2 separate regions of the Mus musculus genome follow, and region 1 is linked to region 2. A link is a contact called in public promoter capture Hi-C data. All regions are on one chromosome and are shown on one strand. The core of a region is the stretch at or near the end of the contact, and the rest is flanking DNA. Distances in the headings are between cores, read along the strand shown. Region 1 overlaps Anks1 (ankyrin repeat and SAM domain containing 1). Region 2 overlaps Uhrf1bp1 (UHRF1 (ICBP90) binding protein 1).

Region 1 (7,100 bases), core at 2,158-4,657, 71 kb before region 2:
ATGACCTGAGTTTACTCTGAAACACACACAGGAGGACAGAAGGAACTCTAGCAAGTTTTCCTCCCACCTTCAAACATGTCACAGCAGCCCCCCCATTAATTAGTTACTGTTAATGGGCTAAAGAAAAAAAATCATATGGTTGTATCGATATAAATAAGAAAAGCATTTTACAAAACCCAAAAACTCATTCATCATAAACATCCTCAGAGCATAAGGAACAGAACTTAACTTGGAAAGAGCACTGAATGGGGTCCCTGGCACCTGCACCCAGTGGCTCCAGCCCTAGTAGGGAGAGCAGGTGCCTCTGGCCTCTGTAGACACTGGCGCATGTGCTTGTACACTCACACGGACCCATACACACACGTGATTAAAATGAATGAGATAAAATGTTAGGATGAGTCTATAAATAAGACTAGAAACTACCACCTCACTGCATGGTGAGAAGCTAAGTGTTCTCCTGGGAAAAAACCAAGGTGTGGATGTCCCTCTTGATACTGTGTCCTCCTCGCTTGCGCGCACACGTGCGTGCATGCACATGCACACAAACGTAAAACAAAAGCTTTCCAAATAGTAGCAAAGTAAGCCGGGTGCACTGGCACAGGCCTGTAATGCTAGTACTCAGCAGGCAGGGGAGGACAGTCTCTGAGTTTGAGATACCCTGGTGTACACACTGTGTTCCAGGGATAATACAGTGTAAGGCACTGTCTACAGAATGGTTCCGACTGGGTTCATTTCTCTCTCTACCTTATTTAGACAGGGACCCTTGCTGGACCCACAGCTCATCAACCTGGTCTCACTGGCTGGTCACCAAGCTCTAAGGATGCTTCTGTCTTTACCTCCCCAGGATAGCTATGAACCCAGCCCAACGTAAATTCTGAGCTTACTTAGACGTTTTTGTTTTGAGATTTACTATTATTTTTAGATTATTAAATGGCAGCTGGATTGTGTAGTTCCTGAACATGAACTTCACAGATAACTCTGTGGTGTTACAATGTCAAAGGGTTGGACATGCCTTTGAGAGAACGAACAGAAAAAAATTTCACTTCCTCCAGAATATGGCCTGGCACTGGGAAGCCACACAAGGGACAGCGGAACCTCCCATGAGATTACAGCCAGGGCAATCAGATTCAAAAGGTAACACTGAGTGGCTGATCCTGTTGAGTTCTACCCCTTACCCAGAGAGATCTGAAACACAGACATCCTTGAGGTTCCCAACCTGTCACACTCTGCTGCTTGATGACAACCTGGGTTTTATCTTTTTCTTTAAAAAAAAAAATGTGTTTATTTTATGTATGCGAGTACACTGTCACTGTCTTCAGACACACCAGGCATCAAATGCCATTACAGATGGCTGTGAGCCACCATGTGGTTGCTGGGAATTGAACTCAGGACCTCTGGAAGAGCAGCCAGTGCTTTTAACCACTGAGCCATCTCTGCAGTCCCAACCCAGGTTTTTTCAAGGATCAGTTTGGGTCAAATCTCAGAAATGCATCAGGATGGTCAAGAATGTCAAACATCAGGGGACCTGATCCATCCATTACTAAAGAAGAAAAGCCATATACCCCTTTAATTAAAAATAGCTGCTGTGCAGGGTGAGCACTTCATCTGTAATCCTGTCACCTGAGCGGCCTGAGACAAGACGGTGGCCGCAAATTCAAAACCAGCCTGGGCCATACAGTGAGATCCTTTCAAAACAAAATAATCTTGACAACTCAGTACACTTTCATTACATATAGCAACAATAACATAGGTTTTAATGTGTAATATTATATATTTTAAATCATATTTACATATTAAATGATGTGCTATACATATATAGCATATGCTATTTAATTATTTGTTTATTTAGGTATTCTGAGGCAGGGTTGCTCTACATACCCCTGGATGTTCTAGAACTCACTACATAGGGCCAGGCTATCTTGGAACTCAGAGTGCCACCTACCTTTCTGCCCCTTGAGTGCTGGGATTAAAGACATGCACCACCATGTCCAGCTTCTCATGACTTTTTAAAGAAAACCAACCTGAGGGGCTGGAGCAGTGTGGCTCAGCAGTTGAGAACACAGAACGTCCTTGCAGAGGGCCCAGGCTATGTTCTGGGCACCCATGTTTGGGCAGCTCACAACTGTGTATAACTCCAGTTCCAGGGAATCCACTGTCCCCTGGTCTCAGTATATGTCAACAGGAACACACAGTTACAAAGAACTGTAATAAAAACATCAACAATGCATTAAATGTAAAAAACATAAAGGCAGATCAGGTATCACCGCTGAAAGAAACACAGACTGTATTTGTATATGTACAGAGAAAAAAATTAATTTCTTATAGGTTAGAGGATCCAAAGGATGAAGACATTTTGTAAATTCTGTGAATTTATTTTTAATTCATGTGCACTGGTATTTTGCCTACACTCAGGTGTCAGATCCTCTGGAGCTGGAGTGGCAGACAGTTGTGAGCAACCAGGTGGGTGCTGGGAATTGAACCCGGGTCCTCTGAAAGAGTAGCCAGTGCTCTTACCGAGCCATCTCTCCAGTCCCCTATTTTGTAAATTTTATAGTTTTGACTATCTTTTGTTAACCAAGAGGGCATATTACTTAAATAATTGTAAATGGGCTTTTATATTTTAGTTAAAGTTCGAGTCATCAACATGTCTACCTTGGTTCAATTTGAATTTGTATGCAATGTGCATAAAAGTGTATAAAAAAATCATCAAGAAAAGTATTTCTCCATCTCACAGACCGGTGCAAACTGAAGCACGTCACATTTCTGTTTCTCCTCTGAAATTATGTGCAGATTCCCATTGATGCTTCAAGGACAGAGGCACCTTTGAGTGCACTGTCTAGAACATTCTACACACTCACTAAATATGTTTCCAGCAGGAGAGATGGGAACAGTGCACTGTAGACGCTCCCGTTCATGTCCAGGTCAGCTGGCTGCACCGCTTGCCCAGCCGGATAAGGAATGTGCGCAGTGGCCCTGCCTTCTCTTCTCCAGGCAGTTGGTTTCCAGAGCTTGCCCTGCGGAACCCACTCTACAAACACAGTGTCCTCATCAGCACAGACACTCCCTTCTTAGACCCAGGCTGCTGATCCTGCAACTATGCTTGCTGTGAAAAGCAAATGAACACCAACTGAGACACCAACTCTGGGAATGGACTCTGTGGCCGTCTCTTCAGGTCCCAGAGAAGAGAGCAGAGCCTGAGATGCAGAGCTTCCTCCAGATGTCAAGGGACTGCAGCCACTCCCTACAGGCTGCAACACGAGGGGGAAAGGCCACAGGAGACAATATGCATGCCCTGGCTCTCCCAGTTTGCTGGGGCTGACTTCTGCCCCATCTTCTAAGCAGAATGTGGGAAGTATTAGCAAACACCGTGACACATGATGAGCCAGCAGCAGCCGTCCTTAGGGACTGCCCAGTGCTTTTACTCCTCAGGACGAAAGTAAAAAGGCAGCAAGCAATGACTCCACCACAGCACAGGGTAGGCACTGTGAAAACCAACCAGGCAAGCTCACGATAAAAATGCTAAGGGAGGCATTCTGACCCGGCTGCTGCAGCCTGCATGCGTGCCTGACTTGGGAGGAAGGGCTCCAGAGACATTAGGTCAATCAATGACTGCTCTGCATCCTGTCCATTGATGGCAAAAGTGTACTTCTGCCTCTACTGGACTATTCTAACTACTTTTGAGTTGCTTGTGAAACAAATGTATTCGTGTTATCTAAAACCAGTTTTAAGGATAAAAATTCATAAACTGTCTGTGGAGGTGCTCAGCCGAAGATGGCAAGTTCAGCCTGGCCTGGACTACACAGTGAGACACAGCTCACAAAATAATAATATGCATATGCATATGCATATGCACGCACGCACGCACGCACACAGAAACAGAGAGAGAGTTAGGACAACCACTAAATATTCTGATGCTGTAACACTTCAGAGTTTTTAAGACTCATTCGGTTGGTTTGTTTGTTTAAGACAGGGTCACACTATGGAGCTCTGGCTGGCCTGGAACTGCCTGCTGGGATCAAAGGTGGGGATGTGCACCACCTCACTCTTGTCTTTTACCAATTAAACTGTGGGCTAAAACCACGTGGGGTCCTGTAACTGAGTGTGGGAATAACAACAACAACAACAACAACGATGACGACAGTAGTAGTAATAATGGTAAGGTATTTCTGGACCTACAATGGACCAAAAATTAATTCAAACTCCAGTGTGAGATGAACCGGAGGCGCTCCTGGCAGCGCTGGGCTGTGTTATATACATCACATGACTTCTTTGCGTCTTTGGTTGCACTACACACCACCAAACAATGCTGCCCACAACCCCTGGCCTGAGATCCAGTAGACTCTATGCTATGAATGGTAGGATTGATTCCACATAGCAAGCTTTCTGCTTCTACAGAAATCTAATGGGTTAATTACAGAAAATAAGGACTTTAAAAAAATGGCTTATCAGCCAGGTGGTGGTGGTGCATGCATTTAATCCCAGCACTCAGGAGTCAGAAGCAGGCAGCTCTCTTAGTTTGAGGCCAGCCTGGTCTACAAAGCAAGTTCCAGGATGACTAGGTCTACACAGACAAACCCTGTATCAAAACAACCAACAAAAGAAGTGGCTGAGTTAGTAGTCACAGTAATGGGTTTCCTTATGGTATTTTCTTTCTTTCTTTTTTCTTTTTTAAAGAAAGATTTATTTATTTTATATATATGAGTACACTGTAGCTGTACAGATGGTTGTGAGCCAACATGTGGGTTGCTAGGAATTGGTTCTTTTCAGAAAGTTCTCAGTTGCCCTTGCCTGTGTCTTGGGAGTTCCCTCTGCGGTTTCAAAGCTTTATGTAGGATCCTCAGGGCCCTGATCCACACTGACTGCAGAAGGAAAGGCGGGTCAGGTTTCACCAATCTACAAACAGTTGCCCGTTTTCTCAGCACTGGTTGCTAAGGAGGTGCTCTTTTCAATCTAGTGTATGTTTGTAATAACTCTGCTAAAAAACGAAGTGGCTCTGGCCAGCAAGGTGGCTCTGTGGATGAAGGTACTTGCCACGTAAACCTGACGACCTGTGTTCAATCCCTTGAACCCACCTGAAGGAGGATGAGAGGTCCAACTCCACAGAGCTGCCCTCTGACCTCCATGTTCTTACTTACAGGAGGAGTAATTGAATAGCAGACAACTATAGCTGCATGGACTTCTGTGTCCATTACTTGAACCCATTGGTCCGCATGCCTGTGCTACGCTGTCTTAGTGACTTTGGCTCTACAGCACAATTTGAGACTAGCTAGCGTGCTGCCCCCAGCATTACTTGTTCTGTTTAGGACTACTGTCCTATTTTATGCTTTTGTACAATTGTAGGACTGCTTTTCCGACGGGGGCAGCTACTTTTGGTAATACAGCCATCCTCACAATGCTAAGTCTGCCGGCCCACATGCACAGGAGAGTGTCCAGCTTTCTCTATGGAACCCTCCTTGGTTCAGCACAATCCTCGTTTTAAAAGCTATTGTGAATAGGGTATTTTTCCTAATTTTTTTAATGTGTGTCAGCAGATTTGTTAGTTTACCTGGAAAAAAATAGTATGCCAATTTCACAAATGGCTACTTTACTGAAAGTGTTTATCAGCACTCTATAGGTCTTTTGGTGGCAGCTTGAAGGTCTTTTAAACATAGACTCAAGTTGTCTGCAACAGGTGATCTGATCGTCCCTTCCTCTCTGCACCCATCTTAGTTTTCTCAAGGCTCCAGACCTGTAAGTACCACACTGAACAGGAGGAAGGGTGGGAACCTCTCCCTAGTCCATACCATGCCAGCCAGGGTTTATCACACATAGCCCTCACGGTACCCAGAGGAGCCCCTGGGACTGACTGCTTCGGGACTTTAGTGTGAAAGGATGCTGTCCTTCCTGCATCTACGAGATAATGATGTAATTCTGTTCCTCAGTCTGCATGTTGTACTTAATACACAATGATTAGACGGAGATAAAGTCTTCCTCATCTCTCCAACGGTTGATCAGATGTTAGCATGGCTACAGAAGCATGGTTGGCTTGTGTGTGATTGGTAGGTTGGCTTCTATCTCTTGGCTCTCAGTCTGTGTGTATCTTTACCTGTGAGATGTGGTGTTTTTAAGTTTAATATGTTCCGAGCTGCGCGTGGTGGCACACACCTTTAATCTCAGCACTTGGGAGGCAGAGGTAGGCGGATTTCTGAGTTTGAGGCCAGCCTGGTATACAAAGTGAGTTCCAGGACAGCCAGAGCTATACAGGGAAACCCTGTCTCGAAAAAACAAAAATCAAAAAACAAACAAACAAAAAAACCAAAAAACAACCAACCCCCCCAAAAAAAGTTTAATATGTTCCTATTGTTATTACTTATCATGTAATAACAAGTCAATATACCAAATTGATGCATATTAGTCAAACAAGCACATCTGTCTTGTTAGCATGCACATTGTTTTCAGTTAGTATGTGACAAAGTGATATGTAGTCTGGAGAATTGTTTTAAAATAAATTTCTTTATGGATTGTTATCAATAAATATTTGATTTTCTAACCTATGTTATGTATTTATAGATGCTAAACCATATGGGAGCTCCTCATGGGTAACGGGATTGTAAAAGTGAATGTGTGGAAGGCTTTGGTTTGTGTTTCAACTGAAGGAAAACCGGGAAGCAAAAACTGCTAGGACCCAGCAACACAACATCACCAACTCTTAGTGAGCATTCAGCCGGGACAGGATGGAAACAGGCTGGGGCAGGAGTGAGGGCAAACACCGCACATCTGCCCAGTAGGGAGCAGGAAGGTAGAGCAGAGTAGTGGCACAGACCTCCTTCACAGCAGGTTTACCTGCTCCTCAAGGACAGCTCTCTGGGGTGGGATGGGGAGCCTCTCCATGCCTTGTTGGGAAGAATCCAAGGGACACTGAATTGTTTAGTGTGGTTAAATGGGTCTGCAGAGCTCCAGTCTGCTTGGTGCTGGTTCTTCTAAGGAAAAAGAAAATCCTTTAAAACTGCAATTAGAAATGAATGACTTAGGCGGGAGAGATGGCCCAGCGGTTGAGCACTGGCTGAACTCCTGAAGGTTTAAATCCCAGCAACCTCACGGTGGCTCACAACCATCTGTAA
Region 2 (6,941 bases), core at 2,462-4,961:
CAGGTCTTGGTTTCTTTAGCAAAACCAAGGACAAAATACAGATGCCCAATGCAGTGTCGGGAGCTGCGAGGCTACAACACCCTGAAGAGCTACGGGCGTTGTTCTTTCTCTAAGAGTGCACACCGCAGGGAGCAGGGAGCGCAGTGATCAGACCTGGAGAGAAAGCAGAGGCCTTTCCTCAGAAGGAGGCTAAGGAACACTCACTTGGCAGGAGGCAAGGACAACATCTTGTGCATGGTAGAAGTCATTCGATCTCTCCCCAAACTGAAGGCATCCCTAGTCAGGGACACAGCCTCCTTGGTGAGGTCCACGGTAGCGTGAAGCGCCTCTTTGGTGGCGTCCTTGGTCATGTGAATAGCGCTGGACAGGTCCCCCTCAATGCTCCTCAAGGGCACGGGCTCGCCTTGGCCGTTCAGAGCAGCATCCCTGTCCGCCGGGGACTTCAGCGTAGCCGGGGACCTGGCACTCTGAGCTCGGCTTAGCTTCTTGGCCTGGAGAGACTCGACCGCCTCGTGGCTCTTCCCTACTGGCTGCTGTGCACATGGGCCTGGGTCTGGTAGCTCTCCATCGCTGGGCAGCCTCTCCTGGGACGCAGCCAGGTTCTCACCGCTGCCGTCCCTCAGCACCTTCTCGGGGCTTACTGCGCCCTGGTCTGAGGAGGCATCAGACTTCGGCTCCCGGTCCTCGGATGGTGACAGCTCAGAGTCTATGAGGCTGGTGGTGTCTGAGCCTGCAGAGTCCGCGTGAGCAGTCCCAGGGGCAGGATGCATGAGGAGAGCCACCTCGGCACTAGGGAAGAGAACGCCAATGCACACGGTCTGGTCCTGCAGGGGAGACCCGGTCATGGCCTCTGTGTCCTTTGTCAGCTGCTCCTGAAGGCCCTCTAGCACCTCCTTGAGGCGCAGCAGAGCCAAGTACTGGTAGTGGTCGAGCCTCACTCTGACATGGGCGGTGGAGTGGACAAGCATGTGAATGTCAGCCACATCCTCCAGGTCTGCCACACGGCCTTTGTGGTCCACACCAGCATCACCTTCTCTCACCGCCGCTGCCGGGCCTTCTGTAGAGCCTGAGAGGCTCTTCAAATCTCGCTCTGTCTTTGACCTCTGATGGGACACAGACTCAGGGGCAAGGGCTTCAGAGTGCACAGGACTGCCAAAGCTGGCTGACTGTTTTAGCCTCCCTTCCGAAGCCAAAAGGAGCCGTCGTGCCTGGGCTTGCTGCCAGCGGAGAGGAAGGCAGGCCCAAATGGACAAGGGGAAGGGAGCCACAAAATTCAGGGTATGGCCTCTGAAGTTTTCTGTGCCTTCAAAGTCCAAGGAGATCTGGGTGAAATGCAGGGACCAAAGATCCTGGGATGCGGCCAGCCTCTGAGGAGGGAGGGAGTCCATCTGGAAAGCATGGTGCAGGAAGAGCATGTGCAGAAGGCTGAAGCCCCCTGCCACCTGGGGAAAGTGACCGTAGCTACAACGAAAGAACTCGGTGGCAGCGAATCCCCGGAAGAGACTTTGGAGGTCTGGGCGAGTGCAGTTCGGGGCATGCCGGGTATTGGTGGCAATCATGGAGGACGTGGAGAGGACCAGCGCCTGGGGGCGATGCAGCTTCGCCAGCTCTCTCGTCTCCAGGGGGAAGCTCACCTTCAGAGAGCGAGCGAGACACAGTTAAGGCCATGCCAGCAAGCACAGGGCATCTGAAGCCAATTTTCCTGCTTCTGCCAAGTGGACACAGCAGAACTACAGCTCACCACCTTGGAGGGGATGTAGCTGTGTCTCCCCACACGTGACAAAGCCCAGCTCTGGCCCTACCTTCAACCAGAATGCGTCCAGTCGGACGTCCACGTGCTCATCTCTTCCCCTCGAAGCTTCCAGCTTATAGATGGCTTTAAACTGCTCCAAGCTTCGGTATAAATCTAGACAAAAGAGGTTTCCCCAAAGCAAGCTGACAGGATCCACGGTAAACGTCAGCCCGTTTAACTGGATGTAGAGATTGGGACAGGGAACTGGAAGCAGAGAAAACAGAACGTCACGTACAAGGCGGCAGCTAGACACTCACAGACCAGCAAGCTGCACTAGCCCAAAAGTAAAAACACCGGAGCCCTGCACACGGCATGGCTTTCCTTGTTCTGCTTTTGAGATGGGGTCTCACAGACTCCAGGCTGCCCTCACACTCACATGTAGCCATGGACAACCTGGAGAGACTATCAACTTCTGATCCTCCTGCCTCCACCTCCCTCACCCCAGGGCAGTTTTAACTTCAACAAAACTGACTCGCCACAAGTGAGACCATATACAGTGGCCTCAATGTGGACAAAGGTGAAGAGCAGCACCAGAGGAAATGGCAGCCCAGCTTACCCGGAAGCTCCTGATTATCCGGGAAGTAATACTCTGTGAACTGTACGTGGATGGCAGCCACCTGAGGCGGGAGGTGGTGGCGCTTGCGGCTGCAGGAGAGCAGAGTGGACGGCTTCTTACTTGGCTGTCCAGCTGTGGAAACCTGAGTAACCACAAGTCACTGTGAGCCTGTGTCACCACACTCACAACAACGTCCTCCCCTGAGGGGAGGCTCCCAAGCACATGCCAGGCACTGTCACGTGCGCTCTGCACTGTCCCCCAGCCGCTCTGCTGTTTGGTTTGGGGATGGGTCCCATGTAGCCAGTCCAAGCTCATTTCAGCAGGAGGCTGTAATCAACACTCCGAGAACATGCCAAGGCCTCTCTCAGAGGCCATGCTCAACAGCAACTGGCCAACTGGCCACCTCTTTAGGAATGAGGCTAACAAGTCGTGGGTTCTACATCTTGGTTCATGTTATTCCTCAACACCCTACACCCCAGTGTCCCCATGTCCTCACCTGGTGGATGTCCAAGTCATCTACTCGTACAACCAGGCAGCTAGAGCGTAAGCGATTCCATGCTGGAGCCCCAAAGGCAGCCTGCCGGCCCTGAGTAGGGCTTTTGTCCAGAGGGGTCTTTCCAGGACTAGAGAAAGAATCTAAATAAAAAGGAAAAGGAAGTAGATACATTCGTTGCTCATTATTAATAAAATCGAGAAGGTAAACCAGGGTCAGTAATGGCACGAAAAGGCAAAGGGAGCCAAACCGCTGGGTGGGAGCTCAGTGACCGGCTGGGTAAGCTTGAGACAACGGCTACTGACAGAGGGGGCTCCAGAAGACAGGGTCACAGGCATCACACTAGAGCAGCTGGGGCCAAGAGACAGTGCTTCACCTCCACCAGCTACTTAAAGCTGGTCAGCAAAAGGCTGAGCAAGTAGACTCCTGGGGTGGGGGTGCGAAAACCTACCTGCTTTCCTCCGGAAGGGAGGGTCCACCCCCAACAGCCACGGGGGCTTCACACTGCCCCCCTCACACTGCTTCTCCACCCGACTCTGAAACTCTGTCACCAGTTGCTGGGCCCAGTGGCCTCGGGTTTCCATGGCCTCACAGTGCCGCACCCAGTGTTTACAGCTGTCACCTAGGGGATGGAGAAGAACATGATTTCAGCCCAGGACCACAGTCCAGTGCCCTAGTCAAAATTCAGAATTACCATGCCCTTCCAAGCTCCACATGCAGCTCTCACTCCCTAGGGGGCTCGAGGAAGGGGCCACTTCTGGCTCTGGACTACTAGAGCTTTTAAACCCACTGACCCTGAGGGGCTTAGACACCACCCAGGGTTAGAGATGTCATCTCAGAAAAATTCCAAGCACCCTCTAAGCACATGCAGCAATGTCCTTGGTCTGAAGCCAGAACTCTGTCCTCAAATGTCCAGGGCCATGCTAGAACACGTGAAGTTTCTCTAACCTGCCCGATGGAAGGGGTAGTAGTCAAACGCCATCCTGCGGAAGGTGAGCTGCATAGCACCACCCGTGAGTCTGTTTGCAGAGACACCTATGAGAGAGAGACACAGGTGAACAGCGCTGGAGGAGTAGAGAAACCCGAGCATCGCCCAAACCACTAGGAAGCCCTCTGCGGGCTGAACCCTGATCCTCCTGCAAGAGTAACCAGTGTCCTTAACTGATGAGCCTGTATCTGTCCTTTATATACTAAAAAGAATACGTAAAGATTCCTTTGTTCAACTCATGAATAAGAAACAATAATAACTGTTAAATGAGCTGCTTTAAAGCTATTAGTATTGAAGTTAAATCTAAACCTATCATCACTGATAATGCTTTGTGGAGTTTCATTGCTTTTTAGTGAAGGACTCATTAATCTCAGGTTAGTCTCATACTACTCATACTCATACAGCCAGGAGTGACCTTGAACTCCTGATCCTCCTGCCTCTACCTCCCAACAGCTACACTTATAACCCATACAACAGCAAAAGTGTGCTCTTTTTATTTGGAGGAAGGGTGTTCTTGAGACAGGGTCTTGTCATGTGGCACAAGCTGGCCTCAAACTCATGGCAATACTTCTGCCACACCATCCAGAGCAATAGGATCACGGTTGCATCACACCACCAGCGAGCGCACAGTGTGGCCCAGGCTGGCCTCAGACTCAAGGGACCCATCCAGGATTAAAGGCATTCACCACCACTCCAAGGCCCTAGGCAACACTGGGAAGAAATTACTACACAATAGCTGTTCTAATAATCGCTTCCTCCAGTGGAAAAGCCAGGTTTACACTGTCGTTGCTCAAGTGGAGGTGGAGTTTCTGCAAGAGCGAGGAGGAGTCAACTACCAGGCATGCTGCTTGGTGGAAAAGACAAAGGGCAGGCACTGTCTGTCCCCGAAAGCGAATCCTGGTCTCATTACAAGAGGTAAATATACAGCAGCTGTGGCTGGGCTTGGCGGTCCAGCACCGCACAGCGCTCACGAAGTGAGGGGTTCAACCCTCAGCACCACCAACGCAAGTAGGTAAGAGGCGAATAGCAAATGCAGCCCAGCCCACAGCTAGCGGCGTACAGAAGAGAAAGGGCTGACACAGGTGAGCACGTAAAACCGCAAGGGAAAGGGAAAGGGACAGCGCTGACTGGGTAAGCAGGGAGTCAAAACCATACTCCAGGTCCCCTGAGCCAGTGCAGCATCGCCCTGGAGCCTGACAATGGCTGCAGTAAATGGGGACAGGCTGACTTCACTTATTTCCTACCCAAGGACAGTCAAAGAAGGTAAGTGAAAGGTTACTGGTCTCTGCGGGGATCATAAAGAAAAAAGTCAATCCAGAAGTGGATGCTCACAGTCAGCTACTGATGGATCACAGGGCCCCCAATGGAGGAGCTAGAGAAAGTACCCAAGGAGCTGAAGGGATCTGCAACCCTATAGGAGGAACAACAATATGAACTAACCAGTACCCCCCAGAGCTCATGTCTCTAGCTGCATATGTATCAAAAGATGGTCTAGTCGGCCATCATTGGGAAGAGAGGCCCCTTGGTCTTGCAAACTTTATATGCCCCGGTACAGGGGAACGCCAGGGCCAGGTAGCGGGAGTGGGTGGGTAGGGGAGCAGGGCAGAGGGAAGGTATAGGGAACTTTCTTTCGGGATAGCATTTGAAATGTGTATAAAGAAAAAATCTAATAAAAAAAAATCTGCCAAAAAAAAAAAAAAATAGAAAAACGTCAATCGTTCTGAATAAATATAATACACGTGTGATACTATTTTATCACTAATACAACATAACCTCTCTACACATATAAATACAGTATATATAAATGGGGGAGGTTTTGAGACAGGGTTCCTCTGTGTAGACCAGGCTGGCATTGAACTCATGGAGATCCGCCTGCCGCTGCCTCCTGAGTGCTGGGATTAAAGCTGTGTGCCACCACATCTGACAATCACAACACAGTACTAAAATGACTCAACTCTGAACATTCTGGTTCTGGGTGGAGCTGGGGGCACAACACCGTCTGTCTGGATACATACAAGGTCTGTGTTCACTCCTCAGCTCTAATGAAGAGACAAATCTGCTGAGGTCTCCTAGACTCAATTTATTTTTCCTAAAATCCTCGCCAGTGGTTCTCAACCTCTAGCAAACACCAGCATTTGGAGACCTTGGGAGGTAAGGGTCACGCTGGTCGGGCTCTGGCCATGAAGCTCTGCATCCGCATGGTGGGAAAGGACCTGCTGTGTGTACTGTGTGACTGCTGGCTCCAGCATACTCTAAAGGCTGGAGAGCTCTCCTCCCACTGACACAGAGCTATCCCAGAAGGGCTGGGTCCTAAGCAGTGCCCAGATTCTGGGTGCTAACTGAAGGCTGAAGGCTAGAGGGCAGTGTCGGTCAGAAGAGCCTTCATCCGAGGCTCTGCCCAAGACCGACAGTGGTGGATGGGCCGAGCAGCTGGGCACAGGCCTCTTCATACCTGGCTCTCGGGACTGGCTGTCATCGCAGATGTGCAGGTCCAGGCGGGAGATGAGGAGGTGGTAGGAAGACTCCTTCACGTCAAATTTCTCAAAATACTGGCTGAGACGACTGCTGCTGCTGCTGCCCTGGCTGCCACCGAATGCCTGGGCCCAAGTCTGCTGAGCACTGGGAGCGGGTGGAGTGGTCTACTTGTGACAGAGAGAAGGACGTCCATCAGGGGCTGGAGAGGTGGCTCGCTGGTTGATAGCACTGGCCGATTCCCAGCACCCACGGGGTGGCTCACACCTGTCTGTGAACACTCCTGTGGATAACACTCCAGTTCCAAAGGGATCCAATGCCCTCATATAAACATGCGTACAGCAAAACCACCAACGGACATACAATAATAATAATAAGGTGAAAGAGAGAGAGAGAGAGAGAAAGAGAGAGAAAGAGAGGAAAAAAGACAGGCAAGCAGACATGCAGACAAACAGACACACAGGCGTCATGTCCAAGCTCTGAGAGGTTCCTTTTGACGCTTTCTATAAGCTTAGGTCCACAGGAGTAAAACCATGATGTAATACACCCCTTCCATCTCTGTCTAGTGACACTGCTGCCTAGTGTCTCACTGAGCACTCTCCTGAGAAAGAAACTCAAACCCCAACAGCCCACCCGCACC

What was found. Capture Hi-C pulls out chosen DNA fragments and counts their contacts.
Region 1: a promoter capture Hi-C map of adipose tissue shows a contact between it and region 2. The contact joins two enhancer-like sites. A contact is called at or near these places in 8 of 39 promoter capture datasets (the HPC-7 cell line, cranial neural crest, embryonic stem cells and 5 more), 1 of 15 datasets of contacts at CTCF or cohesin (the NIH/3T3 cell line), 3 of 484 Hi-C or Micro-C datasets (ECoMG myeloid progenitors, Th1 cells and embryonic stem cells) and 2 of 9 other capture datasets (adipose tissue and liver).

What each region holds. Positions count from the first base shown.
Region 1 is chr17:27,951,093-27,958,192 of GRCm38.p6, reverse strand. All of the region lies in intron 1 of Anks1 (ankyrin repeat and SAM domain containing 1), which reads right to left. Among named protein-coding and RNA genes, the nearest start is that of Anks1, 45 kb to the right of the region's middle. Within about 2 kb of position 3,407, at least 36 of the 459 cell types and tissues checked have an H3K27ac peak or open chromatin away from gene starts, as enhancers often do. A contact at or near this core is called in adipose tissue, where this site is marked.
Region 2 is chr17:27,880,956-27,887,896 of GRCm38.p6, reverse strand. It overlaps Uhrf1bp1 (UHRF1 (ICBP90) binding protein 1), which reads right to left. Exons shown (of 21, transcript NM_001080769.1): 8 at 6,282-6,468; 9 at 3,790-3,876; 10 at 3,293-3,463; 11 at 2,845-2,984; 12 at 2,349-2,490; 13 at 1,803-1,996; 14 at 205-1,634. Among named protein-coding and RNA genes, the nearest start is that of Taf11, 23 kb to the left of the region's middle. Within about 2 kb of position 3,711, at least 4 of the 459 cell types and tissues checked have an H3K27ac peak or open chromatin away from gene starts, as enhancers often do. A contact at or near this core is called in adipose tissue, where this site is marked.